Linked DNA regions of Mus musculus: region 2 is linked to region 1. Evidence: chromatin contacts called from public promoter capture Hi-C data. All regions are on one chromosome and are shown on one strand. Each heading gives the region's core, a stretch centred on a gene start, on an enhancer-like site or on the middle of the called end of the contact. The rest is flanking DNA. Distances are from core to core; before and after follow the strand shown. Region 1 holds the start of Il34 (interleukin 34). Region 2 holds the start of Fcsk (fucose kinase).

The links. Capture Hi-C pulls out chosen DNA fragments and counts their contacts.
Region 2: a contact with region 1 is called in a promoter capture Hi-C map of pancreatic islet. The contact joins the promoter of Fcsk here to the promoter of Il34 in region 1. A contact is called at or near these places in 12 of 39 promoter capture datasets (the 3T3-L1 cell line, 3T3-L1-derived adipocytes, cranial neural crest and 8 more), 1 of 484 Hi-C or Micro-C datasets (spermatogonial stem cells), 2 of 115 datasets of contacts at active chromatin or transcription factors (intestinal crypt epithelium and pancreatic cancer cells) and 4 of 9 other capture datasets (adipose tissue, embryonic stem cells, liver and 1 more).

Annotation. Positions count from the first base shown.
Region 1 is chr8:110,804,001-110,809,126 of GRCm38.p6, forward strand. It overlaps Il34 (interleukin 34), which reads right to left and starts at 1,924. Exons shown (of 7, transcript NM_001135100.2): 1 at 1,734-1,924. It overlaps Gm15895 (a long non-coding RNA gene), which reads left to right and starts at 1,196. Exons shown (of 2, transcript XR_003947455.1): 1 at 1,196-1,495; 2 at 2,918-5,126.
Region 2 is chr8:110,899,036-110,903,974 of GRCm38.p6, forward strand. Fcsk (fucose kinase) reads right to left here and starts at 3,453. Exons shown (of 24, transcript NM_172283.3): 1 at 3,387-3,453; 2 at 798-902; 3 at 360-511; 4 at 164-214. The coding sequence starts at 879.

The sequences.
Region 1 (5,126 bases), core at 674-3,173:
GTGGCTCATTGCCAACTCTGCACAGGTGTTCTCGTTTCCATGTCACAGGAAAGGCACTTGAGGTGTATGTAGTGAGAGCCCATGGCCTGCCAGACCCAGCAAGAGGTGCAAAGCGCACGGGATCCATCAGCTTAGCTGAGGCTCACTATGCTGCACCACATGTTTCCCCTGCAATCCACCACAGCAGCTGTGCAGTGGGGACCAGGAGAGGCACCTACAGGCTTCCTGAGGTCTCTCTCTGCTCCTCCTGAGACCTCCTAGGTCTATGCTGTGGAAGGCGGCTGAGGTGGCGTGGCGGTTTGAATATGTTCATTGAGATGGAATTTATTTTCACAGTCCTCCACGGAGGCCAAGTTGCTGGTTGCAAAAACATTCTAAGAACAACTGAACTTCACTGGGACCAAAGACATTCTGAGATGAGTTTGTGAATGTGGCCAACGCCACGTAGATTGTTAAAATAATGGTTATTGCCAGGTGTAGAGGCAGATGCAGGCAGAGTTTGAAGCTAGCCTGGTCGACATAGCAAGTTCCAGGGCAGCCAGGGCTATACAGTAAGACCCTGTTTAATTAAAAAAAAACAAAAACAAAAACCCGGGCAGTGGTGCACACCTTTAATCTCAGCACTCGGGAGGCAGAGGCAGGCAGATTTCTGAGTTCGAGGCTAGCCTGGTCTACAGAGTGAGTTCCAGGACAGCCAGGGCGACACAGAGAAACCCTGTCTCAAAAAAAAAAAAACCCAAAACAAAAACAAAAAAACCCAACAACAACAACAAAAAAAAACCCAAAACAAACAAACAAAAAGCAAAGTGTAAAAGTAGAAGCACTTCATTATAATTTCTAAAACACTGGCTCACCTATGCAATCTCTCTCTCTCTCCCTCCCCCCTCTCCGTGTGTATGTGTGTGTGTGTGTGTGTGTGTGTGTGTGTGTGTGTGTTGCAATGCAGAGGGCAGAGAATCACTTTATGTGCCATTCCTTTAGTCACTGCCCACCTTTCTTTGAGACAGGGTCTCTCATTGGCCTGGAACTAGCCAAGCAGGCTTGACTGCCCAGCCTGCAAGCCCCAAGAATCCACCTGTCCCCACCTCCCCAGCACAGGGATTACAAACATGCCACCATGCCCAGTGTTTCTTCACACACGTTCTAGAGAAAGAACTCAGGTCCTCAGCACCCTGCAAACACTTCTCTCCCTGCCCTGTGTTTTCCTTTCTTTTAAAGTTTTTTTTTTTTTTTTTAATTTGAGGCTGGCCTTGAACTTGCTAAGTAACCAAGGGTGACTAATTCTCCCACCTCCACCTCCCATGTGCTGGCATTCCAGAGTGCCTCACCATGCCAGCTAGCCTCAATTAATTTTTGACAAGGAAGTTTATACAAGTAATAATTCATGCACATGGCACAATAAGGTATAAAGAGCTAAAGCAATGTTCAGTTCCAGGAAGCCAAAAGCACTCAGAGATTGCATTTGCCAACTGACAGAACCAGGACGGAAGCACAGGTAAGTCAATTTGATAAGTTATACAGCTCTATTTTTCTCCCGCAAGGCTGCGAAATCATTGGATGAAAAAAAATTAAAAAAAAAAAAAAACCCCGCAGCAGAGTTCATACCATTTCAGAGCTTCTTAGCCAGCACCTTATCGACTGGGGCTCAAGTCTCTCTGCCTGTTAAATCGGCCCTCAGAGACTGCGACGGGGAGGGAGCAGCCTTGTGAAAGAAACCCATCCATTCTGCTTACCTGCTCACCTGCCAGGATGTGGGCTTCTACAGTCGCCGTCGCCGGAAGCTTTGAGCAGCTCAAGGCCTGGAGCAGGTGCCTTGGGGGCTGTGGCAGTAAATGCTGTGTGGGACAGGCTGTTGTGTGTTCAGCCTACAGTCTTCTCGGAGGGCGGGGGACACACGCTACAGCAGCTCAGATTTGTTTCTAGAACCGGAGCTAACAAGGGCAGGGTGGGGCGGGGCCACATGGCCCCAGCCTGTCTTGGAGTGTGGAGTAGGAGGGAGCATCAAGCACAGTCAGTCAAGGCAAGGGGACAGCCCTGAGGGTGAATATGGGGTGTCTCTAGAATCTGGGGTATCTTTAGTTTCTATGTAGATTGAACTGGTTTTTAGGGGAAAATTCCAGGTCCTCTCTTTAATACCTGGAATACCTCTTTCATTACAAAATTGAGTACAGCTGATGGGACCTAGGAGAGGTTTTTTTTGTTGTTTTTTTGGTTTGTTTGTTTGGCTTGTTAACCTGTCTACAGACAAGACCTGAGCGCAGGGAGGTAGTTTACCCAAGAACACACACAGCTGCTTACTGAGGTCTAACACCAAAGCCTGAGACAACCCTCATGGGAACCTCTGAAGACTCTGAGCCACACCTGCAGACATAGCCACTTTTGCTTTCCTGGTAATAGTGACAAGGCCCTGTGCAGCTGGGACAACATCTCTTTCTTTGCCAACCTTTTAGTATCCCAGTATAGCCCAGGCTAGCTTCAAATTAGTCTAGAGATTGACTTTATAGTGCTATGATTATAGGCTTGTGCCACCACTCTTCCCTAATTTTATGACTGTCTTTGGAGTAGTTACAGGTGGTGACTTCCATCCCCTGAAAGATCCTTCAGCTCTTCCACCTAGACATAGCAATGGTAGTGGTGGTGTTTTGAAGGCATCGTTATCAACAAGGGAGGAAGACTAGCTTTCCTCAACTTAAACACAGCCTCTCTCAGTAAAGGGCCACTCAAGGGACTCCACACAGCTTAGTCTGGGAATGCTGATCTGGACACAAGGGCTTGCCCTATTCTAAATGCTAATGAATGGTGTTGTTCAAGAAAGGCGTTCTTAATTAGATTGAGAGAACTGGATTCCCTGAACTTGCAGGAAGACAATGTGCCCACACTGGTATGCACCCAGCTAACTCTCCATCCCCCCTTGCAGTGGCTACTGGGACCACACCACAAAGGCCCTCCACAAAAGCTCTGTCAAGGCTATCCTGTCAGACAGAAGAGGTAGAGATGGGGACACAGCCACAAGATGCCACTCTTCAGAGCCTCTGGACCTGGTGTGCTGTCCTTTCTTTCCTCCAAGTGCTCAATTTATAGGCTGCTGATTCAGGATGAAGATGGCATCAGGTCTTGCAGAGCTCAGGACAGCCAACCCTCCTGTTACCACAGCCACACTCAAGTAAGTCATCAGACTCCACTGTCAACTGCTTTTCCACAGATTTCTTTGCCACATGGCCTCTTGCAGATGTTTCTCCAAGCTTCACGAGCAAAGCTGCCTTCTCTAGTTACAGCCTGGCCTACCTAAAGGCCAGAGTCCCCAGTGTGTCTCTCGGACAGCACCAGTCCCTGAAGCCCGTAGTAAATATTAGCACTTGTCCCATTCACACACGTTACTCCGGCCTTTCAAAAGGAGTCTATGAAACTCTTCCTAAACCTTATCAAAGACCAACTCTTGGGCTGGCGAGATGATGCAGCCAGTAAACGAACTTGCTGCCAAGCCTGAAAACCTGTTTGATCTGAAAGTCCCACATGGAAGAGACTATGTACATGTCTATATATGCCCACTAAGTAAAATGTAAAAACAAAACCCAACAAGGGAAATCTCAACAATTAGTCTCTCAGAAGGGGCTGTGCCTGCTGGGTGGCTCTGTGGGTTGCAAATGTGAGAGCCAGGAAAGGGCCAGAAACAGAGGCTGGCCACCTCTGGATTCCGGCAGGGTATGGTGAAGACAGCCCTTCAGCCACCTCAAGGCAGATGTTCATCTGTCTGTTTTCTAAAGCTGTAACTTCCAAACTCAACTAATGCTTGCTGTTTTGCTTTGAACAAACACTAGTCACAGCTAGTGAGGTTTAGGTCTGATTACACCAGACTCAGAAATACTCAAAAGGATCTTGGGTGGGTTACCAGGTGTCTATTCTGATACCTAGACAAGTTCTATGTTTGAGCTGGGTCAAGAGCCATGGTGACACGTTTCTATGTTTCTTCTCATTTCCCAATGTGACACATTGACTGTCAACCCTGCCTCTGCTTTTAGACTTGGGATTTCCTGGGTCCCCCCACCCCACAAGTTCCCAAGCTTTCTGACCTGAGGAAATCAGACATGGCCCTAAGTTCTTCTAGGTTCAAGGCTTCAAGACTATGCTCACGGTCCCGAGTGGGGGAATGTCAGGTTATCCACACCCTCCCCTCCAACCTAGGGATAGCATTTCCAATGCTGGCTTTTCAAGTTTCCCAAGAAACAGCTCTGCTGGCTTGTGCTGTCTTCAGTTCACTAGAACTCAGGACCCCAAATACAAAAACCAACAGCCACAGGTCTAAGTGCTCACTGAATTGCTACCATGTGCCCCACACTGAACAATCTGCTCTCCCACAGCATTTTTTGAACAAGCTTTCAAGATATTAATCTTAAGCATGCATAAACTTAAAATATACACACATATACAGTATTTCATATGTAGATGAGGGACTGGGTGACTCATGCAAACACGGCATTTCTACTTTGAATAGAAAACAGAAGCAAGGAATTAACAGATCCGGAAAGCCCGGGTGGATGAAAGAAAAAGATACCTCAGCATTTCCGGCTCTCAAGAAAGGCTGGGAGCAGCCAACATCCTGGCTATCAGCCCTCTCTCTCTCCCTGTGAGCCAGGGAACCAGGAGTTCCACCCCCAGCTCCAGCAGATGTCCTGCTAGCAATACATTTTATACAAACCCAAAACAGCAACATTCCAGGAGCAGGCCAACTAGAACCCCCTCCCCACAGGAATGCTATTCTTGGCAAGAGATCTTCCAAAGGAAGCAACATCTGCAAACCCTCTGCCCCGTGAGGTCAGGGGAAAGCGAAGGCCGCTCGGCAGTTTCTTAGATCCAAGTAGCAGGGGATTTACAGAGGGAGGAGTAAACCAATGACTCAGGGTCCTGACTTGACCCTCCTTTTCTCAGTCCCCAGTAGCCTCTCTGACAAGGCTAAGGCAGTTCCCTATTTACCTGCTTGCTCAATGCACTCCAAGAGCCACGGTGTCCCCTTAAACAAGTCATTCGGCCTCACCTATTTGTTAGAAACGTTTTGTGAGTTTGTGTATTTTAAACAGGGTCTCACTGCATAGATCCCTAGCTGACCTGGAATGCAAAGAAAGGTCTGC
Region 2 (4,939 bases), core at 2,203-4,702, 97 kb after region 1:
CCTAACCAGCTCCCAACGTCTAGACAGTTCCTTTCATTCATCCCTCTGGATTTACACAATGAACACCTTGCACATGCACCATGGTAGAACACCCCTACAGTGTCATCCAATCGCTCGAACCAAGATTCTGACCCTCCGCACGCACATTCGGAATCCTGCTTACCATGTGCAAGATGAGGATCCAGGCAGAGTGCAGGACATCGGACGTGACCACCTGCCAAGAGCAGGAGAGACAATGGGGCAGAGATGAGCCTGTCAGACTCACAGAACAAACCCCCGAAGGTCTAGAAGTCGTCGACACTATTTGAGTTTCAACGGGAACATGGGCCAGAGGGGCAGCGCGGCTCAGAAGCACTCACAGTGAAGCCAGCTCGGGCACTCAAGTGTTCAGCAGCCACCAGCAGTGCGTTGAGGGTGGCTCCTCCGCTGCCGACTCGAGTCTGGGGATCCTCCACAGCCAGTAACATCGTCCCCGCAGGAATCTGCTCCCGTCTCTGCCTTACCTCCAGCTCTGGGAGCAAAATAAATGTTGGGGGACACGCACAGTCACCACTAGTCTGCCCTGAACCAAATGACTGGAACACTCATTTGATTACTTTGATTTAGCGCTCTCTCTCTCTCTCTCTCTCTCTCTCTCTCAGGGCCAAGGACGTGACGTGTATATCAGGTATCAAGACTAGGAAGAAAGTCTGTGTTTCAACCCAGGTCTACCAGGCCCCCAGTGCAGCAGGGGTCTGGTAAGGAAGAGAAGAGAGAGTTCCTAATATAAAGAAAATGGGGGACGGTGTGTCACCTACCTCTCTGAAAGACCTGGACACTGTCCTTGTACTGGCATGTCAGGATAATGACAGTCCAATTGACTCCCTCTGACTGCTCCATTCTGGCCAAAATGGAGGGGCTTCCTGAAACAGCAATGTATAAGCATACGTGAATGTTTCTGATGGTCATACGTTAGTGTGACTCGTTCTGGTATAATTTTATGAATTCTAACACAAGCATGGGTTCTTTTTTAATTTTATTGTATTTTGTGTGTAAGTGTTTTGCCTGCGTATGTGCATTATAACACATGAGTGCAGTGCCAAGAGCCTTCGGAGGTGAGAGGTGGGTGCCAGTTCCCCTGTGACTGGAGTTACAGATAGCTATCAGTTATCACGTATATCCTGGGAATTGAACTCAAGACCTCTGCAAGAACAGTAGGTGTTCTTAACCAGTGAGCCATCTCTCCAGCCCCTCCTTATCCTTAACTCGGTTCACTGGACTTTTAAAATAAAAAGCATGCCTTTAAGGGCTAGAGAGTTGGCTCAGCAGTTAAGAACACTGGCTGTTCTTCCAGAGGTCCTAAGTTCAATTCCCAGTACACACATGGCAGCTCACAACTGTCTGTAACTCCGGTTCCAGGGGATCTTGATATCTTCACACATACATACATACAGTTAAAACACCAATGCAAATAAAAGAAGAATAAGTTTTTTTTTTTTTTTAAAAAAAGCATGACTTGTAATGTTCCCCTCCGCAAAACAATATGTGGTGCCCGACAGTGGCTGAGTGAATGACACACCTTTCCAAGGTGGCAGTGGAGTAAGAAAGTTTTAGCCTAGCCCTGTTTGGGAGGAAATGAAGGCTCTGAAATAGATTCCAGGTCAAAGACCATAGTGCTGGCTTTAATTGTCACCCTGATATAACATAAGGTCACCTCTGAAGAAAGCTCCTCAGCTGAAGGTCTGCCTCAATCAAATCCCCTTGGGCTTGTCTTTGAGAGGCTGTGGTGATTGATGGCTGATGTAGGGGGCCTACGCCACTGTGTGCGGGCCCCATCCCGAGGCATCTAAGAGAGCCCCTGGGTCATATAAGAAAGGGCTGAGCAAGCAAGAAAGCAAACCAGTAAGCAGCATGTCTCCACGATTCCTGCTCCAAATACCTGCCTGGGGTTCCTGACCGGGAAGTATAAAACATATACCCTCCCTTCTCCCCGCCAGGTTGCTTTTGGTAGTTTTATCACAGCGATAGAAAAGCAAATTTAGACAACTCTGAATAATATGGGGTTGCTGGGTGAGGGTAGGGGAAGATCTGGAAAAGTCTCAAGAAGTCAAGCAAGGCTATGGAGTTTTCCCAGTCAGATCAGCCAGGAGAGTAACTAACACTTAAGGAGTGTTTCTCAGGCACCTAGCCAACGGCATTGTAGTGACAGCTCACAGGAGCCATTCACCAGTCCTAATAGGTGATCTTATCACACCACAGGCATAAAGGAAGCCTGGCTTAAAGAATAAGCAGGCTGCCTAAGGTCAGGTAGAGCTAGCATAAATAGCTGGGTGTGTCCCCGTGTCTATGTTCTCAGTCACAGGGAGGAATGGTCCTGGGTTGTCACACGTGGCATTTGCACAGTGATCTTAGAATACAGAGAAGAAATTATAGCAGCACTCTGCCCATTTTCACAGAGCTTCATTTGCTCAATCCAAGTTGGAGTTTTGAGGACTGGAACTTTTTATGTCTTTTTTTTTTTTTTTTCTTTTCTTTTTTAGTTACGACATAGTCCTACAAAGCAAACCTGGCTAAAAGCTTACACCAATTCATCTAGTCAAGGATTTTTGGTTGGTTGATTTTTTTTTTAGTTCTGTTTGCTTTCCAGTGCTAGGAAACCTCAGGAAAATTGCAGGAGAGTGAGCATACCCAGGGATGATAAAATAAGGCCCCTTATGCATACACGCACGCACACTCCAAGTACATATTTTTAAGACAGGCTCATATTATGCAGCCTTAGTTGGCCTCAAACTTTCCATCTTCTTGCCTCCACTTCCCAATACTAGGTTTACAGGCCTGGGCCACTATGCCAGCTCATAATCTGCTCATTGAACAAAGATGGTATAGGTAGGGACTACGCACATTTCAGCATTTTAAAAACTTTAAAAGTTGAATGTATGTGTGTGTGTGAGTGAGTGAGAGAGAGAGAGAGAGAGAGAGAGAGGGAGAGAGAGAGAGAGAGAGAGAGAGAGAGAGAGAGAGAGAGAGAGGCAGGCCCAGGAGACTCTAATTTGCAGCTTTTTGAAGAACAAGAGGCAGAAAGAAGTTGGCTGGAAGTAAAACCAGATAGTAAACAATACGTTCATACAATGTGTACCCAGTGGGGTAAACTGAGGCAGGAAAACGACTCAAATCAAAATCAGAGCAGCGCTGGCATCTAGAGCTCCCTGGCTCAAGGGAATGTCGCTCGGTGTGCCAGGTGTCCGCAAGTCGTGGGGGTTCCCTCTGAAAACCCAGATCAAGAGAAGACTGCACTACAGAGGTCCCCTGCAGCTAACTAGCGCTGGGGGCGACGGCAGAGATCTGGGAAACCCGCAGGAAGGCGCCCCAAACTACAGTGGAACTGAAGACCCCGCGGACCCACATACCTGCGTCCGCCCAGCGCTCGCAGAGCCGGCTCTTTAACGCGGCTGCGCATGCAGCGCGGCGCACCCTGGGAAATGGAGTTCATTCGGCCTCCCGCCAGAGTCCTCAGAACCTACTCGCAGCCCCGCCTTACTGAAAGGACAAAGTTCTCAAACTTACAAGGAGTGCTAAATATACAAATTTCCAGAGAGAACAGGTGTCTTAAAGACACTGGCCAACTGTTTCTTTGTTTGTTTGTTTGTTTGTTTGTTTGTTTGTTTGTTTGTTGTGACTCGGGTACAAGGTAAAAGTATATTTTGATTGTTTTGTTTTGTTTTGTTTTGACAGGGTTTCTCTTTGTAGCCCTCACTGTCCAGGAACTCATTTGCCTTCCTCTGCCTATTGAGTGTGTGTGCAACCATCGCCTGGCTGTAATTTTGACCTTTTAAAATACTTTTTATTAAAGCTAAGTCTTTCTTAACTATTGATTAATTGAATGATTGATTGATTGATTGATTGAATATGAGTACACTGTAGCTGTCTTCATGCACACCAGAAGAGGGCATCGAATCCCATAACAGATGGTTGTGAGCCATCCCGTGGTGGCTGGGCATTGAACTCAGAACCTCTGGAAGAACTTAACTGCTGAGCCATCTCTCCAATCCCTTTATTTTGACCTTTTAAAAAGGATGGGGGTTTTGGGGTTTGTTTGTTTTTTTCTGTTTTTTGTTTTCTGTTTGGTTTTTCGAGACAAGGTTTCTCTGTATAGCCCTGGCTGTCCTGGAACTCATGCTGTAGACCAGGCTGGCCTCGAACTCAGAAATCCACCTGCCTCTGCCTCCCAAGTGCTGGAATTAAAAGCATGTGCCACCACAGCCCGCTTAAGAAGGATTTTTAAAAAGTTATTATTTTAGGGACTGGAGAGATAGCTCCACTAGTTAAGAGCACTCACTGCACTTCCAGAGGACCAGGCAGATCACAACATCCTCACACAGACATAAACCACCAATGCAGGCAAAACACCAATGCATATGAAAATAAAAATGAATAATTATGAAAATGACTTTGCTTTTATTATTACCGTCAATGCCATCATTTTATGTGCCTGAGTGTTTTGCCTGCATGTGTGTCTGCACCTCGTGCATTCCAGAAGAGGTTGCCAGCAGGTATTGGATTCCCAGAAGTTAGAATTAAAGACCATTGTGACCACCATGTGGGTGCTGGGAATCAAACCCAAGTCCTCTAGAAGAGCAGCCACCTGCTGATCCATCTCTCCACCTGTTTTTTGGTTGTTTTGTTTTGTTTTATTTTTTATTTTTTTTAGATAGGATCTTCCTATGTAGCCCAGGCTGGCCCTCATTCAAACTCCTCCTACTTCAGTCTCCAGAGTGCTAGGATTGTACGAACTCACCACCATATCCTTCAGATTTTTTTTTTTTTTTTAAGACAGGGTTTCTCTGTGTAGCCTTGGCTGTCCTGGAACTCACTCCAGAGACCAAGCTGACTTCAAACTCAGAGATTCACCTGCCTCTGCTTCCCCAAGGCTGGGATTAAAGGCGTGTGCCACCATGACCCA